2 separate regions of the Danio rerio genome follow, and region 1 is linked to region 2. Evidence: chromatin contacts called from public Hi-C data. All regions are on one chromosome and are shown on one strand. Each heading gives the region's core, a stretch centred on a gene start, on an enhancer-like site or on the middle of the called end of the contact. The rest is flanking DNA. Distances are from core to core; before and after follow the strand shown. Region 1 holds the start of sipa1l2 (signal-induced proliferation-associated 1 like 2). Region 2 overlaps si:dkey-238i5.2.

Evidence for each region. A called contact is a pair of places that touch in the nucleus more often than the background predicts.
Region 1: a Hi-C map of an unstated tissue shows a contact between it and region 2, with 2.5 times the contacts expected there. The contact joins the promoter of sipa1l2 here to the enhancer-like site in region 2. A contact is called at or near these places in 6 of 18 Hi-C or Micro-C datasets (caudal fin, embryo and an unstated tissue) and 1 of 4 datasets of contacts at active chromatin or transcription factors (gastrula embryo).

What each region holds. Positions count from the first base shown.
Region 1 is chr11:33,632,958-33,637,568 of GRCz12tu, forward strand. sipa1l2 (signal-induced proliferation-associated 1 like 2) reads left to right here and starts at 1,528. Exons shown (of 20, transcript NM_001201559.1): 1 at 1,528-2,952; 2 at 3,035-3,162; 3 at 3,952-4,140. The coding sequence starts at 1,581.
Region 2 is chr11:33,570,133-33,575,037 of GRCz12tu, forward strand. si:dkey-238i5.2 reads left to right here. Exons shown (of 19, transcript XR_012387222.1): 19 at 2,402-3,033. Among named protein-coding and RNA genes, the nearest start is that of si:dkey-238i5.2, 35 kb to the left of the region's middle. Within about 2 kb of position 2,714, at least 4 of the 62 cell types and tissues checked have an H3K27ac peak or open chromatin away from gene starts, as enhancers often do.

The DNA of each region.
Region 1 (4,611 bases), core at 278-2,777, 62 kb after region 2:
AGGACTGCGCGTCCAAAACACAATATTAATAAATGCCAGTTTAATCAGCTTGCTTTTTGAAGGATTATTTTTAGGTTGGTAAATTTCACAGCGTGTACCCATAGCGGCGTCTGTCAGTATTGTGATTTTATACTCCTTTACCCTCTTAATAATGCTTTATTTTGGAATGAAATTATATTTGAAAGCTCTTTCTGTGAAAGGAAGTCTCAGTGGGTTTGTTGCTCAAAGCCAGTAAATCCTAATAGTTTTTTTTTTTTTGGCTCTACAAGACCCAGATGTTAATTTGGATATCAGGTGGTGACCCAAAATAATACCTATACTAAGGGACAATTCTAAGCTCTTAAATGTTCTTGATTCAATATTAAAATGTGTTGGTATTATTATAAACTTGAAGTCAAAGCTAAAAAAAAAAAGTATTTAATTAATTTCTGTATGAAACCGACACATTTTACAAGCTTGATGTTAACATTAAACAATATTGCAGTGTTTCTTTCCACATTTTTAAAGGCTCATATCACTCATATCATATAATTTTATTATATCTGTGGTTAATTAGACTTTTAATGATTACATTTAAGATTTGAGAATCATTGAATAAAATGGGAAAACCTAAATATGAAATTGTGCTGATGTTCAAGAGGGTGGTTTATTTTAGTAATTTGTCACTTTCGTTTTCATTTTCAGACCATTCATTGTGATTAAATAAACACCAGCTTGCATCTTGTTTGCAATTTGTAAAAGAAGGGCATGAAAAGATGGCCATCTGTCAAGTACTTTTCAAATGCAAAGTATGCAAGTGGAACAAAAATTGCATTATTTAATCATTTTTCAAAGTTTTAACACCTCTTGAAATAACCACTTTGAACATCATTACAACTGAAGGGGAAGTAGTCTGGATCTGTTCTGCCATTTAACAGAGTGCATAGACTGCTTTTTCATTTAGATGCTTATCACTAATTAGTCTGTACTAGAAGGTCAAAAAAGTGCTACATTTGTTTTATAGTCGATCCAGAAATGGCATGCGTTCAGGTGAAATAGAAATAAGCTTTCTGAATAGACATGCAAACCCTTATTAAATTAATTGGCCTTTTTGCTGATGCTTCGTTCAGATGAGAATTTTGAGTGCTTTGCATTCTTTCAAGGTCACATTGGTATCTCTCCCTCCCAAATGGATTCTCTAATGATCTCCCTCTCTCTCTCTCTCTCTTTCTTGTTCTCTTCCAGAGCATCAGAGAGATCCCACCTGGCTTTGTTAAGCCTACATGCCTGTGAAATGACCGTATCTCCTGCTTGCCCTCCCGTGGAGTGAGCAGTTGTCCTTGACAGTGAAACGGAGATAAAGAGACTCATTCTCCTCCTATGGATTACAGACCCTCAGGTCTGAACGCCCTAACGTGGGTCAGTCATCATTTTCACAGACTTCTAGCAACAATTTTAAGCACCTTCTCTATTCCATAAAATGCTGGAGTTGTAATTTGTCTTCTAGGCAACATCTTTAATATCAGGTATGAATGTCACTCATTTTAGGACCAGAGATACAGACGAGGCCATAGAAGCTTGAGAAGCGCCTCACCGCAGAAATGCAGACCGATGATCTATTTGCCAAAAAGCTTCAAGCTTTAAATGGGAATATGGGACCTCCTGGTGCAAATGCACAAGGGACACCAGCTGTGCCCAAGATGGGTGTACGGGCAAGAGTGTCGGAATGGCCACAGAAGAAGGATGGCATTTGCCCACCACCTAGATACGAAAGCCTAATGACTTCCTTTCAGAATGGACAACCCATTCAGTCTCCAGAAGATGCGGTCAAACCAAGCCCAGGCTCACCTCCAAATCCCAGCTTTCTGGAGGCCAAATATGGGCTTGGTGAACTTCTGAACCACTCGCCTGGTAAAGTTCACCATGCCCTTCAGAAAAGAAGCAACAGTGATGTCACCATCAGTGATATCGGGGCAGAGGACATGGATCAGACTGCAATCAACCCTAATACAGGTGCAACTTTGCATAGAGAATACGGAAGCACGTCCTCAATCAATCGCCAGGGTTTGCCCGATGAAGCTTTTTTTGGGAATCTGAAGGGATTCCAGTCGGAACACTCAGAGCAACCGAGCGCACCACCTCCGCATGGCTTTCCGGAGTTTCGTCGATACGAGACCACAGTTTCTCCAAGTCTCCAGACTGCTGCGCAGATTGCACGGGGAGACATTCTCTGCATTCCCAACTACTCAGACTATGTGGACAGTTCGCTTTTCTACAGCCGAGAAAGGGAGAAGTCCTTCCTACAGCGGCAGAAATCCGAAAAGGGGGAGACGTCAATTTTCCGCAGGCTGAAGACTATGAAAAGTGAGCAGCGGCAACTTAGCGAACTGGACGATTGTAGTAGACATGGTCGTCCATTGAGTTTCCAGAGATGTTTTTCTCACTATGATGTCCAGAGTGTGCTTTTCAACATTAGCGAGGCTGTTACTAATCGTGCCAACTTGGCACGTCGGAAGAACATTACCACAGGGGCTTCTGCAGCATCGCAACACCAAATTAGTGGGGCATTGGATGGTCCTGACCCCTTGCCTCTTTGCGAGTCCCCTTTGGACAACTGTGAGGAGCTTGGGCAAAAAGCTTGCACTGATCCCGATGAGGGAGATGGAAAGAGTAGTGGTTTGGTGTTGAGTTGCCCATACTTCCGGAACGAAATTGGGGGGGAAGGTGAAAGGAAGCTGAATGCCACCAAACCAAACAGCGCACCACCCAACAGCAACGTAGGTGACAATAACTCTATTGAGTCCACTTTAAGCTCACACTGCACCAATGCGGGGGTTTCCGTTTTGGAGATGTCCCGTGAGAATTATGCCTCTCGTGAAAACTACGCCATACCACGGGATTGCATCAAACGCTACATCATTGAGCACATCGACATGGGCGCTTACTACTATCACAAATTCTTTTTCAATAAAGGTACGTTTTATTAAAGATACACATTTATTTGACCAAAATACAGTGTATTAATACATAATATTATGTATTCTTTTCTGTAAAGAGCACCAGAACTACTTTGGTGTTGATGAGAACTTGGGGCCGGTGGCTGTCAGCATTCGGAGAGAGAAACTGGAGGAGGGGAAGGAGGGACCGCAGTATAATTACAGGGTCATCTTCAGAACCGGCGAGGTAGGACAATGTCTATAAAACACACACCATTTAACAGACATCTGTAGACCAGAGCCAGTTAAGGTCAGGGATATAAATGAATGGAAGGGAATTCACTCAATCTGTTTTGCATGAGTGCAGTAAAATAAATAAGTGGTTTCACGAGTGGACTACTCATTAATTTATAATTGATTTCCGCGTTTCCATTAAGTGCATTTCCCAATGCTTTTACGTTATCTCCTCTGAACACAAATCAAAGCTGCCTCAATAATAGCATTGATTGTTTTGAAAATCAGCTCATGATGGATGATATCTGCGGTGTGCTATTGATTTTTCCGTATATGTGATATGAATTACCTTACTGTACTACATGATTCTCACCACCGATGCTAAAACAGTCCCGACCAGTGCGGCTTTCAAAATGGCAAGAGATCTTTCAAATGTGGCTTGCCAGGGGTTTTCCTAAGGGTGACTGGATAGTTTGCTGAATTGGCGGTTGAGCGTACAATGGCCCTCCTGCTAAAAGCCAAAGCGTTACTTCAGCATTCGCCACAGTTAGTTGAACTCAATTATTCATCGAAAAGGTTGGCAGGGCATGTCGCGGGATTCAGCGCTAAAGCAGGGACCATCTTAGAGAGTGCTTTGCCATTTGAAAGATGACTAGAATGGTTTATCCATCTGTTCAGTGATAGGATTCAAGCATGCCGTGTATTTCATTTAATGGATTCATTTGCTCAGTTCAGCTAACATTGTGAACTCTTACTTTGTTTTTCATGAATCTAAACTTGTCTTCACTTTATCCATCTTCAGCTCACTACTTTGAGAGGCTCAATCCTGGAGGATGCAGTCCCTTCCACTGCGAAGCACGGGACGTCCCGTGGGCTCCCTCTTAAAGAGGTGCTGGAGTATGTAGTTCCTGAGGTCAACATTCAGTGTCTCAGAATGGCCATAAGCTCACCTAAAGTCCCAGAGCAACTGCTGAAGTTGGATCAGCAGGGGGTGAGTGCTGTACCTAGTTTTTTTGAACATTACTACTCACCAGTTGGCCACTTTTTAATCATTATCTATTTTAAATTAATTAGTATAACAGTGGCTGAGGTATGAAATTTGCATTACGTTGATGGGGATTTCTAAATTCCTATTGTTTGGAAAGATGTTCATTGTTTTAACATCTGTGGTCAGCAAAAGAGAAGCTTTTCAAAATGAATGTTTCTCTATATTAAAACTCGAATATCTGGTTTCAACCAATAAAGCAAATCCAGTTTTACTGTTATAATATTAATGAGGATTATTATTATTAATAAAAATAAATACAAGTGTTATTAAATCTATGGTCATTAGCAGGCAAATATTTTCATATGGTTATCTAATAAAATATCTCTCTTAAATCATTTAAGTAAATTTCATTTAATTTTGTAATAATATTAATAATAAGAATATTTATTATTATTATTATTATTATTATTATTA
Region 2 (4,905 bases), core at 1,464-3,963:
GGAGAACGAAACCTGCAAAAACAATAAATAAATAAATGTGCAAATATAGAAATAAATGCTAAAATGAATTTTATATATATATATAAAATCTACAAAATTCCTGCATAAATAAATATATAAATAATTAATAGTGCGGCAGTTTTCAGTTTAGGATTTTCTTATTGCCCCAACATTTGTGTCAATTATTTTTATTATTTACCCGCCTATTATTTATATTTATTTATGCTGGGATTTGTTATTTTTACAATTTTCGTCCTCCATAGATTATCTTCTTTTAATCTGGTATTGTGAAACAATCTTGAGCTATTTACATATAATCGCAAGATGTGTTTTACTTGACACACGAACTGACCACACCACATTAACTTGCCAACATCGCCACCTATTGGCAAAAATAAATAAACCGTCAAATCTTGTTGCTATTAGTACTTTTTGCATTTTTTCCAGCCATTTTGACTGAAAACATCACAAAATGTATTCAATTACTTAACATTGCAGTTGGAGTGATTTCCTCTGCTGTATTTTTGCTTCTTTTGTGCTTGGGTTGGCCATTAAAATTACAATTAAGAATTTGAACCTATAATGCCAAATGTTAAGCATCTGTAAGTTTTTATTTTTATTTTTAACAAATAAATCAATGCCTTTGTTTAACAAGGATGCATTAAACTAAATGACAGTAAAGGGGTTCACAGAGGTACAAAAGAGGTACTTTATTCCATTTCACATAAATGGAGGTCCTTCTATTCATGAATGAATAAAATGATAAAATGTGAAAGTTTTCACAAAAGATGTTAAGCAAATGTTTTAATCATTGATAATACTTTTATACTATAATATAACATAATAATGTAACAGTTTATCATAGTACAACAGAGGTGCCCAAACCTTTTCTTGAGAAGGGCCAAAAACCAAGGGACTTTATTAAGGGTGGTGGGCTTAAGGTAAAGCTGTATTATATTAATGTTGCCATGGTTATTTCCTAATTTATTAATATGTAAAAGTAAAACGAAACAATACTTGAAACATTATATTTATCTGTATTCTTTTACATCTTATTATTATTTTTTATCATTAAATCATAAACAATCCCATTTATAACACTATGGAGCCTTTGCTTTAATTATTAGCTAGCCTTCAGCAATGTCCTATATCAATCGAGTGACAATATTTATTTATTTTTTATCTAAATCCTTCACAATGTTTAATTAATTCAATCATTAATAGGTTGATTTAATAGATTTAATTTCAGTTTGCTTTTTTGTAGCTCAACAATTAAATGTTATGTTAAATTAGCAATGACAATCCATGTTGAAGGCATTCGTCCTAACCTTCACCATCATTCTCCTTCTTTTCAGATAGGATGGTGGGCCAAATCAAAGGTTACCACGGGCCAACTTTGGCCCACAGGCCCTAGTTTAGGCATCTTTGTAGTAAAATATTATACTTTAATGTAATTTTTCCAGTGGCATATCAGCCCATTAGAATGATTGCTGAGGGATCAAGTGACACTGAAGACAGAATAAATGATATTGAAAATTCATATTTTAAATTACTTTTTAAAAGAAACTAAAATGTTGTGTATATATATATATATATATATATATATATATATATATATATATATATATATATACAACAAATATTATTTCAGTTTTTAATGATTTTATTATATAAAAACATCCTTTGAGCAAAAATAGTGAATAAATTATGAAACAATGGAGTTGTGCTGTTCTTTGGCAACATTGACCGTCATATGGTTAACTGGTGCCATATTCATATTAGCGGCCAGACTATGTGACCTGCCAAAGTATGATGAGATTAGCAAATAGCTCCATCTGTTGGGCATGTGCAAATGAGGGGGGAAACTGTTTGGATGATTCTTCAGTACTTCACTGAGCATCGTTTTCATTTTTGTTTCATTTACAAGAGTGACTACATCTATGAGATATAATGCATTTAATAGGCTAATATGTGAAAGCTTCAACAGCAGTTTCATAGGCTATGCAAATAGAAGCTGTGCTGGAATTGTATGCATTTTATTGTGGAGACACCTGATATAAAGAATGAAAAAGACTGCAAGTCTGTAATTGCACTGGATATTTTTATGCTCCAGTTTTTAATCATGAAATGACACGGCCTTTATTACACCGACAAATACTCCAGGCTGTAATAAAGGCAATACCTCATGGGAATCACTGGGAAATTGATCGCCATGTTTGACAGCTGTGTTGGGCCCCAAACACAGCATTCAGAATTAGGCCAGTATTTCCCTTTAGACTTAGAAAATGTGCTTAAAAATGAGCATTTGAAGGAGTATATGATATGACACATGCAGATTTATAATGAAAAACAATTACGTCTCGTTTTTTAATGCTAGGTTAATTGCTTTTTTTAATTGCAGAGCTATCAATCAAAGCCAGCGCGGCGGGACAGGTCTCCCACCCTCTCCATGGATGATGAGATGGCTGTTTTGAACATGTCACCATGTCACATTTTCTTTGTTGGCAAGATTATTTCATGAATGGGTTTGTTTTGGACTCCACACTATTTTGTCTGCTGTACATTTAATAAGCTGTACATGTATTATTGAAGTTTGGTTATATTCCTCTTTATATCAACTAACATTTAAAGGTTGATCCGTGTAATGCATAACGCAGGAAAATAAATTCTAAATTGTCAGTGGTCACCTTCAGATGGCGCACTTGCCCCGTGTTAATAAACACATAGGACGGGTGGGAAGGGTCAAATTGTACAATAAAAAGGCACATCTGTGCACACCCATTTACAGCCAAACAACACAATCAGCAGGCCCATAGACCTCATCCTGCTGATTCACAGTGCAAATAATAACAAGAAAAGACCTGCATATGAATTACACTCACATTTACAACCAAACTACCACAGAAAACAATTTGTACATCACTATCATGGAACATTTATGCCATTAAAAGGATTATTCATGCATTTTTGTGATAATGTGCTGTTATTCTCACATTTCTCAGTATATGTTGTACAAAATAAAGTGCATCAGTGTAGGTGTGATTTATATGTTGACTGCTTTAATGTAAAGATAATGTAAATTTAGGTCAGTGAAAAAGCACTTTACACTTTTGGAAACATGACTCTTGCCAGGCTATATGATGACACACGTGTCACACGGTAGATCACATCAGAGCTAAAAATAGCTTGACATTTTACTAAAGCTTGATTGTCCATACCAATAATATGAGACTTGTGTGTGATCATAAGTCAACGTTTTGACAATTTTTTAAGATTTATATAAAGCATACTGTTAACAAATAGAAACTATATCATTCAAAGGCTTTTGTGTAAATATTTGTTGTGAAACCAAATCTGAAATTGTAGTTATAGTAAACGTTAAAAATAAAAATGTAATTATAGTAAACAGTCATGCTAAATTAAACACTGCTGTTAAGATTTAACTGTAATATTACTCACTATTTGTTTTCATTGACATACTTACTTAAGTAAACACTAAAATACTGCATTTAATAAATAAACAAACTCATATTTATTATAATCAGTGGTGGAAAGAGTATTGAAAAATCATTCATTTTCTTGTCGGCTTTGTCCCTTTATTGATCCGGCGTCGCCACAGTAGAATGAACCGCCAACTTATCCAGCAAGTTTTTACGCAACGGATGCCCTTCCAGCCACAACCCATCTCTGGGAAACATCCACACACATTCACACACACACTCATACACTACGGACAATTTAGTCTACTCAATTCAACTGTACCACATGTCTTTGGACTGTGAGGGAAACCGGAGCACCCGGAGGAAACCCACACGAAGGCAGGGAGAACATGCAAACTCCACACAGAAACGCCAACTGAGCCGAGGTTCGACCCAGCGACCTTCTTGCTGTGAGGCGACAGCGATACCTACTGCACCACTACCTCACCTGAAAAATCATACTCAAGTAAATGTACCATTACTTGCCCAAAATTGCAGTGTGAGTAGAGTAAAAGTATCTGTTATAAATAATACTCAAAATATGAGTAAAAAGTACTCAAGAGTAGTGAGTATTAAACTGTGAAAAAAAGTTGATGCGATTGCATGCAGTTTGTGCAGGGATGTGTAAACGTTACTTTCTGTAGTGCACTTAGTGATCTTCCTTCCAACCTTCCTTGTTTGTTTGTTCTGTCCTTCCTTTATTCATTCGTTTGTTCGTTCATTCCTTCATTCGTTCGCTCATTAGGTCATATTTTTGTTCCTTCCTTCATTAGATCCTTTGTTCATTCATTTGTTCATTCCTTCATTAGTTTGTTCAGTCCTTATTTTATTCATTTGTTTGTTCGTTTCTCCCTTTATTTGTTTGCTCATTAATTTGTTTTTTTTTTTTTTTTGTTTATATTTTTCTTGCTTCCGTTATTAGTGGTCACCCACTGAAGCTAAGCAGGGCTGCGCCCAGTCAGTACCTGGATGGGTGAGCTAGGTTGCTGTCGGATGTGGTGTTAGTGAGGCCAGCAGGGGGCGCCCAACCTGGGGTCTGTGTGGGTCCTAATGCCCTGTATAGTAATGGGGACTTTATACTGCTCAGTGAGCACCGTCTTTTGGACGAGACGTTAAACCGAGGTCCCGACTCTCTGTGGTCGTTAAAAATCTCTGGATGTCCTTCGGAAAGAGTAGGGGTTTAACCCCGGCATTCTGGCCAATTTCACCCACTGGAATCTGTCCGTCATGGCCTCCTAACCCTCCCCATATCATAACTGGCTTCATCACTCTGTTATTTTCTCCACCAATCAGCTAGTGTGTGGTGAACTGGCACAAAATGGCTGCCGTCGCGTCATCCAGGTGGATGGTGTGCACTGGTGGTGGATCAGGAGATTCCTCTTTATGTGTAAAGCGCTTTGAGTGCCCAGAAAAAAGCACTATATAA